Regions from separate parts of the Mus musculus genome. Here region 1 is linked to region 2. Evidence: chromatin contacts called from public HiChIP or PLAC-seq data. All regions are on one chromosome and are shown on one strand. The core of a region is the stretch at or near the end of the contact, and the rest is flanking DNA. Distances in the headings are between cores, read along the strand shown.

Region 1 (4,900 bases), core at 167-2,666, 330 kb before region 2:
TTCGCCTCTGCAATCAGTCTCTCCCAATAAACGTGTGCAGAAGGATCCTGTTGCAGCGTCGTTCTTGCTGGCAAGTCTGGCGTGCGCAAGAGCGTCAGTCAGGTCTGGAGTCATCTTGTGTAATTGTTGGTGTCCTTCATCTGGACTTAGTCAGCTTGGGGAGGGGGTCAACTGGAACAGTCTGTTGGTGACCTTTGTCTGGATTTAGTCAGCTTGGGGAGGAGGTTCAGCTTTATGTCTTAAGACTTGGTGGTCATCTTTTTCACTTGGATTATTATAAAGAATTTAGTTTTGGCTCCCAACACAAAATATACAATATATATTTTCAAGTTTATTTGTTTTATGTGTGCATTTTCCTGTGTGTCTGCCTGTGCACCATAGGGGTGCAGTGCACACAGAGGCCAGAAGACGGCGTCAGATTCCCTAAAACTAGAATTATGTATGGTTGTGAGTTCCTATGTGGATGCCGGGGGGAACTAACCTGGGTCATCTACAAAAGCAGCCAGTGCTCTTAACCACTGAACTGTCTCTCCAGCCCTCAACAATTTACACTTAAAACGCAAAAATAAGAAAGATCCCAAGTTTAATAGTGGACAAAAGGTCTGAATGAACAGTATACAAAGAAGAAAGCAGGAAAGTATCCAAAAAAAGATGCCCAAAGAAGAAGAGGAGGGAAGGAGAGGGAGAGGGAGGAGAAGCAGAAGAGCAGGAGGAGGAAGAAGAAGAAGCAGAGAGGAGGGGAGGGGAGGGGAGGGGAGGGGAGGGGAGAGGAGAGGAGAGGGGAGGAGAGGGGAGGAGAGGGAAGGGGAGGGAAGGGGAGGGAAGGGGAGGGAAGGGGAGGGAAGGGGAGGGAAGGGGAGGGAAGGGGAGGGAAGGGGAGGGAAGGGGAGAAGAGAAGAAGGGAGCATTCAGAACCTGCTCAGTTCTATGGCTCAGGGGTTCAGGATGCCACTGATCGACAGCTAGTTTACTTAAAGTGTAAAGTCCAGGGCCAGAACTTCAGACACAACAGGAGTCAAGAATCTGCATTGCTTCTGTGATTGTTTCCTGGTGAGTTTGAGGTGCCCTGTGAAGACAGCATGCTCTCTATTGAGCCTATCTCTTCTCCTTTCTAAAGAGAACCTGTTTTAAAAAGTCCTGTCACGTCTCTCCTAAAGACTAGCTTTCCATGCCTGCCAAAACCAAGTGAGCAGCCCAGCTCTTTGGGAACTAAACTTTCTCCTTCTTCGCTGCTCTTGCTCCCTTCCCATCTGCTCACCCCCACCACCACTCCCGCCCCCATCCCGCTTGGCTTTGCTACCTCTTCAGCCTCCTGCCTTGACGCTCCTTTAGAGCCACTGCCTCCTCAGCCCCAGCCACACTTCCGGTTCCCTCTCTTCTCCGCGAGGTGCTTGTTGGTGAGATCTCGCAGCTTCCTGGCACTTGCTACAACAATGGATTCTTGCTTCTGTAAGTTGCCTTGGTCTTAGTGCTTTGTCACAACAGCAGGGAAAGCGCCAAATACACACGTGACAGTGTTAAAGTTTTGCAATCATCCTCTGAAGTAAAAAGTGTTCTCCAGTAAAGAAAAGAGTCCGGGCTCGGCCTAAATATAAAGCCTCTGACGGCTACTCACACAGAGGATGGCTGGGCCTCGGGGTCCGAAGATCTGGATTTCAGCAAGTAATGTTTGCCACTTTCGCCACACTTCCTTTCAGTTTGCTTCAGGAAAGGGTCCATGAACTGACAAAACAGCTTCCATTTCAGATCACACCAGATAGGAAGTTGTCTGCCAAGTTCACTGCATCTGCTACTTAATCAGGTAATGGCACAAAATGCCCAGCAGCTGCAAGAAAGGGACGACCGACGACTGTCAGTACAAGGATCAATCAGTTCAGGAGAGCAATAACTCCTGCCCTTCCTCCAGCTGGGAACAGTAGGGCTTCAAATGCAAAATAAGATCACACTGTGAATGGAGTCAGGGCTCACTGGAGAAAGCAAGCACACTATGGCGACCCCATACATTCTTCTCGCCCAAGTTGTAACCTTGTAGCTGTTGTAGCTGTGGCTTCTGAACCTCTCTCAGGTTTTCTGGGCCACTCACTCACCGGCCACACTAGTGACCTAGTGATCTAATGACCCTTGGGACTAGAAGGCAGAGGATCTGGAAAGCAATTTGTTTCAGGAAAGACACATGCCTGCTGGAATGAAACAATGTGTGAATAATTGTGTATATCAGAAGCAAATGGTGCCTGCGGCCTTCTTTCCTAATTGGGTAGTTTCTGCTGGGGCCACTGGGGGAAATTGACGCTCTACAGAATATCTTGAAGAAACAGGGTAAGGAAACCAACTTCCCAATTCCTTTTGTGAAGCTGGTCTTACGCTGCTCCTGAAATAGATACAGAAAAGAAATTCACGTATCAATGGCACTCAAGAACATATAAACACTCTTGAGATGCCAATAAGATTCAGTTACATGTCAAAGGGATTAATCATATCCCACAAATAAAGGAGGGGTTATCTCAGGTTGATTTAGTATTGCAAGCCCACAGTGTAATCCATTAAAATAACAGGAAAAAAAACCAACCAAACAAACAAACCAAAACCATGGTTTGATAAATCAGTAAAGGAAAAGCACGTGATGAAATTTAGTAGTGGCCACTGTGATTTAAAAAAAAGAAAGAAAAAAGACACACACACACACACACACACACACTCAGAAAAATAGGAACAGAGTGAAATGCCTCAAGCTGATATAAATAATGGCTCACAGTCTGCCTTGCTTGGGAAGGCAGGCTGCCTTCCTCTGAGACAGAGACACTCAGGCAAGGGTCCCTGGGCACTCAAAAGAGTGATAGAAACAAATTCCTGTCAGTAGTACCTCATGGAAGAGTGAAACCGTTTCCCGGGCAACTGTTTTCTGTTCAGCTATGGAGGAAGCTACTATGTGGCTTGGACAGTGTCTCGCAGTCAGCGTGAGGTACAGGGGAGGGGTTCACAGACCTCTAGCAGGAAGCTCAACTGAGTGCTCATTTGGGATCTCGCCCCTGCTCTGGACGTTGCCACAAGCGTTTGGAACTGCTGCTTATCATACCCAAGTTGAGTTCTGGAACACCTGCTTTTCAAAGACCTCTGCTCCGTGATCTGAACTCCTGCAGATGTCGTCACATCTGTCTGGGAGGGCTTGTATGGCACACTACAATTCAAAACTAAACGGTCGGCTACCAAAACTCTTTTGGAGGCTCAAGACATTATAAACACAATGTGATAATCTGGGTAGGTGGTGGACTTTTGAGAGGTAGTGTGTGGGACTGCTTCCCTCAAGAAGGGATTAATATGCTTCTTTTGAGACCAGGTTAGTTATCAGGGTGGTGAGTTGTCATAACGTGAGCCTGGCAGGGACTGGAGAGACAGTTTGGTGGTTAAGAGCACTGCCTGAGTCTCCAGAGGTCCTAGGTTTGGTTCCCAGCACCCACACAGGGGGCATTTAACAGTCTGTAACTCTCATTACAGAGGATCTGGCGCCCTCTGCAGGCCATTGTGGCCACTACACACATGTGGTACATATATGTACACGTGGGCAAAACACCCATACACATAGAAGAAGAGAAAGAGGAGGAGGAGGGGGGTGAAGGGGGAGGGAGGAAGAGGAAGAGGAGGTGATGGTGATAGTGGTGGTGGTGGTGATGGTGATGGTGATGGTGGAAGTGTGCCAGGCACTTATCTCCAGAGATGGGGCAGCCTGAAGCCCACACCAGAAGCCAAGCAGAGACTGATAACTGACAATTTTGGTACTTGCAGTGCAGTAGGGCCCAAGCAAACACAAGACATAGAAGCTATGGGACCCCAGAGAGTTCCAGGTAGAGGGACCCCACCCTTGAGGGAATCCCATTGGGGACCCAGTTTCAGTTCCTGCACTGGCATTTTGCTGAGTTTTAATATCACCAATAATGATACCTGTGGGAAGCCACATATGCCATTACAAGGTTGCGCTAGCTACCGCTGGCCACCATGCACAAGTCTGGGTAAACAACCAATGTGTACATATGCAGTAAAGTTTTTCACCAAGTCACTGCCTGGCCTGGGCATGATAATGAGGCTCAGTGAGGTGCTGAGAGAGAATAACCAATCAGATGAGAGACATGCAAATGAGGTATGATAATGAGGCTCAGTGAGGTGCTGAGAGAGAATAACCAATCAGATGAGGAACATGCAAATGAGGTAGAATGCATAACCAATCTGGGTGTGAGACACGCCTCTCCTAGGCCTATATAAGCAGCACCAGTTCTGGGCTCAGGTCTTCTTGCCTACACAGTAAATGCTCTTCCAATAAACGTGTTGCAGAAGGATCCTGTTGTGGCGTCTGCTTTGCTGGCGAGTCGGGCGCTCACAGATACCTCTTAGACCCCAGCACAGTGACATTATTTTCTGGGTCAAACACCCTTTACAGATCTGCACAAACATAGAGGCTTCCCTCCCCCAGGGTAGTGCACATATGCAAATTCAAACAGCTTTGCTATTGGCCTCAGAGGATTCAGAGCCACCCACCACAAGCAGCCTGAAATGCTCCTGATACTAGCTTTAGATACAAAAACAGATTTTGTGAGGGGAAAGGCACATCTGCCCGACTCCACTGGAGCCAGACGCTGTACCCTGCATGTACGTGGTTGCAGGAATCCATTGCCCCGTGGCACTTAAGAAACACAGAGGCTCTGCAAGCTGTCTGGAAATTGAGTATCAATCTGGCCCATCTCCCTTCCATTCTTAAGAGCACAGCCAAGTTGGAGCTTGAGGGTGTTGGATCCTGCAGCTCATCTCTTATAGTCCTTACAAGGTTGTCCACAGCCTGTCCTGATTGCTTTCTAGGAACTTGGCTCCAGCTGAGAGACTTAGCCAAGCAGTTAGATACTGCCTGCCATTT
Region 2 (4,978 bases), core at 486-2,985:
TTCTGCCGGCCTGGAACCTGTTTGTTTTATTCAAGTCTATAAATGGCCTTGTTTTACTTATTCATTTCCCTTTTTCCAGCTGTAGATATCTATTTCTCCCGATAGCCCTGTGTACATATGTATGATGTTGCTTGTCCCTCAGCGACAGGCCCACACTTCCCCCCCTAACCCCATTCATCACGTGGAGGACCTCTGGTAACGATCCTAGGATGTCCTGAGTGCTTCTCTGTGGCTATAGGAACACACTGACAAGGAAAGGATTAGTTTGGTTTATACTTCCAGGTCACAGTTCATCATTGGTGGAAGTCAGGGCAGGAACTTAAGGCAGGAGCCTGGAGGCTTGACAGCACATGTCAGGGAGCGGAGGTCTGAGGCAAAGTGGGGCAGGGTCTCTGTGGAAGGTTTATCCTTGCTCTTGGGTGCTGCACCCATTCCATCGGTTGGAGAAGGCTGTGTGAGCCCCTTGTCGGAGTCAGAGCATCTGTCGTCAGCAAGGCACCCAAGCTTCTGTTTCTGGTCATTTATCTGCGCTGTCCACATGGCAAGCTCCGTCTTCTCCACCTTCATTTAATAACTCGACTTTGCTTGTCTTTTTTTTTTTTAAAGATTTTATTTACTTATTTTATGTATGTGAGTACAGATGGTTGTGAGCCTTCATGTGGTTGTTGGGGATTGATTTTTTAAGATCTCTGCTCCCCCCCTAAGAAGAAAAGGAAATTTTCTGAGGAGCCTGAAGTTGCTGCTAGCTTCACAAAGAGCAGCACAAAGAAAAAGAAAAGGTCCCAGAAAGCACAGGAGGATTAGAACGGACCTGCTTGGTGGGAGGGGCATACCTTGTGGTGGCAGCTCCTGCCCATAATAAAACCCCAATAAAAACAAAAACAAAAATGACCTCAGCTCGTTCTGGTCGGCTCGCTTAGGCCCAAAGATTTATTTATTTATTATACATAAGTACACTGTAGCTGACTTCAGAAACACCAGAAGAGGGAGTCAGATCTCATTACAGATGGTTGTGAGCCACCATGTGGTTGCTGGGATTTGAACTCAGGAAGAGCAGTCAGTGCTCTTAACCGCTGAGCCATCTTGCCAGCCCTACCTTGCTCATCTTGGTAAGCCCAGGCTCTCACTCCACAGGGGCTGCCGCCCAATGTTTCTTCAAAGCAAACCTTCAGTGGCGACACCCCCACTTTTGCCTACAGCCATTTCTCCCTCCTATGTACCGGTGCTTAAGGGATCTAGTGGTTGAGTATAAGCCGCCTGCTTCTGTTGCTCCGGGCCCTGGATCAGAGAGGCCTGACACTCACTCAGAGTCCTCACTGGAAGACTAGGGACATTGGCCAGAGAGACTGAAGCGCTGTCCTTCTCTTCAGAGCTGTGCTGTCTCCAAAAATGGAACCGTGCAGCAGGTGTTCTAATCTTTGCTGTTTTGTTTTGTTTCTCCTAGCGACACAAACGTGAAATACGGTGAGGGAGGGTTTATGCCCTTTGGATTCTCTGGTGTCCTGTCAGGGGCAGCGACCTGCTTTTATGCCTTCGTGGGCTTTGACTGCATCGCCACCACAGGTCCGTGGACTCTCGCACCCGTGGGGCCCTGCTTCTTTGCAACCACCTCCAGTAATGCCTTTTCCTCTTGGCACAGGCCACTTGCAGCTCTGGGTCCGTGGGAGTAACTGCAGAGATTTGTCACTTCCTGCTGATAGCTTCTCACCTCCCCACACCCCCTAGGAGCAGTGCCTGGCAGGAAATTACATCATTAACATAACGAGGGCTCTGCCGCTAGACTGGGACAATGACAGCGTGGCTGTAGCCTGATTTCATATCTGCACGCGCAGGCCTTTGTAATAACAACAGCCGGGCAGGTTGGATAGGTCAGGCTCCCTTAAGCCTCTCAGCCTTTCTCAGCCAAAAGAAACAAGCCTCTCCCTTAGCTGAGCTGCCATAGGAGGGTCGGGAACACCTTCCTGGGCTGTGGTTATGCGGTGGGCGTTACTGAGGACCCTGCTCTGTCACGGGAGGGCAGAAGACCCCGGTTCCTGCCCACCGAACCCTGTGGGGCGTGGCTTAGCCCGTTTGACCTTGCAGAGGATGTGATGCTACGACTACTCCTCCCCCTTCCCTCATTGGCCGACACCCTGTTGCTTCTAGGGGAAGAAGTCAAGAACCCCCAGAAGGCCATTCCTGTGGGCATCGTGGCGTCCCTCCTCATTTGCTTCATAGCGTACTTTGGCGTGTCCGCCGCTCTCACGCTCATGATGCCTTACTTCTGCCTGGACATCGACAGCCCGCTGCCTGGTGCCTTCAAGCACCAGGGCTGGGAAGAAGCTAAGTACGCAGTGGCCATTGGCTCTCTCTGCGCACTTTCCACCAGGTGAGATCAGCTTCCGAGTGCTCCCAACCCCAGCACCCCAGCGTCAGTGGTGTGTCTCGTTGTGTTTTAGCCCAGTGGAATGTTATACAGCTGTGTTGTGTTATAAAACGTGCTCCCTTTTATCCATGGGGAGCATGGATACACTGGATGCCTGAAGCAAAAGATTATTCCAAACCCCATATACACAGTATTTCCTTTTACACACACACACACACACACACACACACACAGACACACACACACAAATGTGTAATGTATAACATTTGGCACAGTAAGATTGACACCAATAGCTAAGGGTACAATGGAGGCACTACTATGTACTGACATTTTAAAGATTTATTTATTTATTTATTTATTTTATGTTTATGAGCACTCTGTCTGCATGCCAGAAGAGGGCATCAGATCTCTGTGTAGACGGTTGTGAGCCACCATATGGTTGCTCGGAATTGAACTCAGGACCTCTGGAAGAGCAGCCAGTGCTCTTAACCGCTGAGCCATCTCTCCAGCCCACATACTGACCATTTTAAAAAATAGAATGATCAGTTGCTTATTTCTGGAATTTTCTATCTAATATTTCCATACTGTAGTTGACACAGGTTACAAACTACAGAATGTGAAAGTAGGTAAGGGGAAAAACCACCACGATGTTGTGAAGAACTAGAGCTGATGTCTATGCATGATACTTGGCAAGGAAATGGTTTTCTGCTCCTGACTTTGGCCTCTGAGCCAGGCCCCCTCTTTGACCACTGTATTTTGGTCTTTAGTTTGGCTGTAAGGTAGTAGCTCCTTTGCATAAAGGAGCGGGTGCCTTTTAATGAGACATATACCCCACCACACACACACACACACTCACACACTCACACACTCTCTCTCTCTCACACACACTCACACACACTCACATACCCTGTGCTTCCCCACCAGCTTGTGTAAACAGGAACCATTTGCTAACGATCAGCCTCAGCTAGGAATATTTGCAGACACAAATGTGAAATCTCCCTTTATGGAGGTTGCTCCTGGATCGCATCTCTTCTCTGTCAGGGGCCCCTGTTCTTACCATTGGTCTTAGCCCTGTTAGCCCTGCGATGTTAACTTTGTGAAATGCCAGGGCTTGTAGCCCCGGGTGCCAGGCAGTTACCGGAGGGGAGTTGATCTTGGTGAGAGCAGACGCCCCTCCTTGGAGGCAGCCCTGCATGGGTCCGCTGAGGCCTTATCTGCCAATGACCTGGTTTTTGCCTGTTTTGCTTTCCTCTCACCCAGTCTCCTAGGCTCCATGTTTCCCATGCCCCGAGTTATCTATGCCATGGCTGAAGATGGACTACTGTTTAAATTTTTGGCCAAAATCAACAATAGGACCAAAACACCCGTAATCGCCACTGTGACCTCAGGCGCCATTGCTGGTGAGTATGCACTTACCGTTACAACTCGTTTCCCGGGCTGTTACTAAATCAGCACATGGAGGGGAGCGGATCTCGAATCTTCCTCGGCTGTGAACTGTGAAAAGCTGCAGCTCGTCTATTAGAACTTTATCAGACTGCCGCTGTTCACATTCAGGACTGGGCTCACCAAAAGATAACTGCGTTAATTTATTTTTTAAAAAAGATTTTTATTTTATGTGTATGGATGTGGCCCTGCATGTGTGTGTGTGTGTGTGTGCACCAAGTGTGTACCTGGTACCTATGGAGGCCAGAAGAGGAGCCAGGTTTCCCAAAACTAGATTTATAGATGGTTGTGAGCCAGCAACACTTGTCTGTTGGTAACCAAGCTCAAGTCCCCTGAAAGAGCAGCCAGTGCTCTTAATTGCTGAGCCATCTCTCCAGTTCTAGATACCTATACTTTGATAAAAGACAAACCAGAGGGTAAGATGCAATTATTCTTAGAGTTTAACTCTTATTGTCAGCCGGGCAATGGTGGCACATGCCTGTAATCCTAGCATTTGGGAGGCAGAGGCAGGTGGATTTCTGAGTTCGAGGCCTGGTCTACAGAGTGAGTTCTAAGACAGCCAGGGCTACACAGAGAAACCCTGTCTCAAAAAAAAAACAAAAACAAAAAAAACCAAAACAAACAAATAAACAAAAAAACCAACAACAACAAAAAACCTCTTATAGTCATCTCCGTGGGCAGGGCATGCACGCATGCACACACATACACACACATACACACATATGTACGCACTCCTATCCCTTCAGAGCCACCCATCTTCCCTGTCCGTTGAAGGTTTCCTGGTGTAGAATTTGGTAGGCTGACCTCTTGCATAATCCAAGCCAAGGGGACTTTCAGGTAATCATCTGCAAGTCCAGTATCCGTGAGTCTTACCTCATAGATTCCCCAGAAAAATGAACGTCTCCCAATCAGTTGAAAACAAAACAAAACAAAAACCCATGTACCATCTCTTTCTAGGGGCATATTACAGGTGTTCTTGTTTGCGCTCAAACAGTGGTAGACCCAGAGCAGAGGAGGTTATTTTTATGCTATCATGTTCATCCCCAAGAAGACAGCTGTGCTAGAAGAATTTGGTAAACTCAAGGACCATATAGGGGGCTGGAGAGATGGCTCAGTGTTTAAGAGCACTGACTGCTCTTCCGAAGGTCGAGTTCAATTCCCAGCAACCAC

Evidence for each region. HiChIP or PLAC-seq counts read pairs in DNA pulled down with a chosen protein or histone mark.
Region 1: a contact with region 2 is called in an H3K4me3 HiChIP or PLAC-seq map of bone marrow-derived macrophages, with 5 times the contacts expected there. The contact joins two enhancer-like sites. A contact is called at or near these places in 1 of 15 datasets of contacts at CTCF or cohesin (embryonic stem cells), 2 of 484 Hi-C or Micro-C datasets (the G1E-ER4 cell line and palatal mesenchyme), 1 of 115 datasets of contacts at active chromatin or transcription factors (bone marrow-derived macrophages) and 1 of 9 other capture datasets (liver).

The regions. Positions count from the first base shown.
Region 1 is chr5:148,670,972-148,675,871 of GRCm38.p6, reverse strand. No RefSeq gene overlaps it. Among named protein-coding and RNA genes, the nearest start is that of Gm36140, 40 kb to the right of the region's middle. Within about 2 kb of position 1,416, at least 28 of the 459 cell types and tissues checked have an H3K27ac peak or open chromatin away from gene starts, as enhancers often do. A contact at or near this core is called in bone marrow-derived macrophages, where this site is marked.
Region 2 is chr5:148,339,323-148,344,300 of GRCm38.p6, reverse strand. It overlaps Slc7a1 (solute carrier family 7 (cationic amino acid transporter, y+ system), member 1), which reads left to right. Exons shown (of 13, transcript NM_007513.4): 6 at 1,445-1,563; 7 at 2,146-2,368; 8 at 3,626-3,765. Among named protein-coding and RNA genes, the nearest start is that of Slc7a1, 58 kb to the left of the region's middle. Within about 2 kb of position 1,735, at least 180 of the 459 cell types and tissues checked have an H3K27ac peak or open chromatin away from gene starts, as enhancers often do. A contact at or near this core is called in bone marrow-derived macrophages, where this site is marked.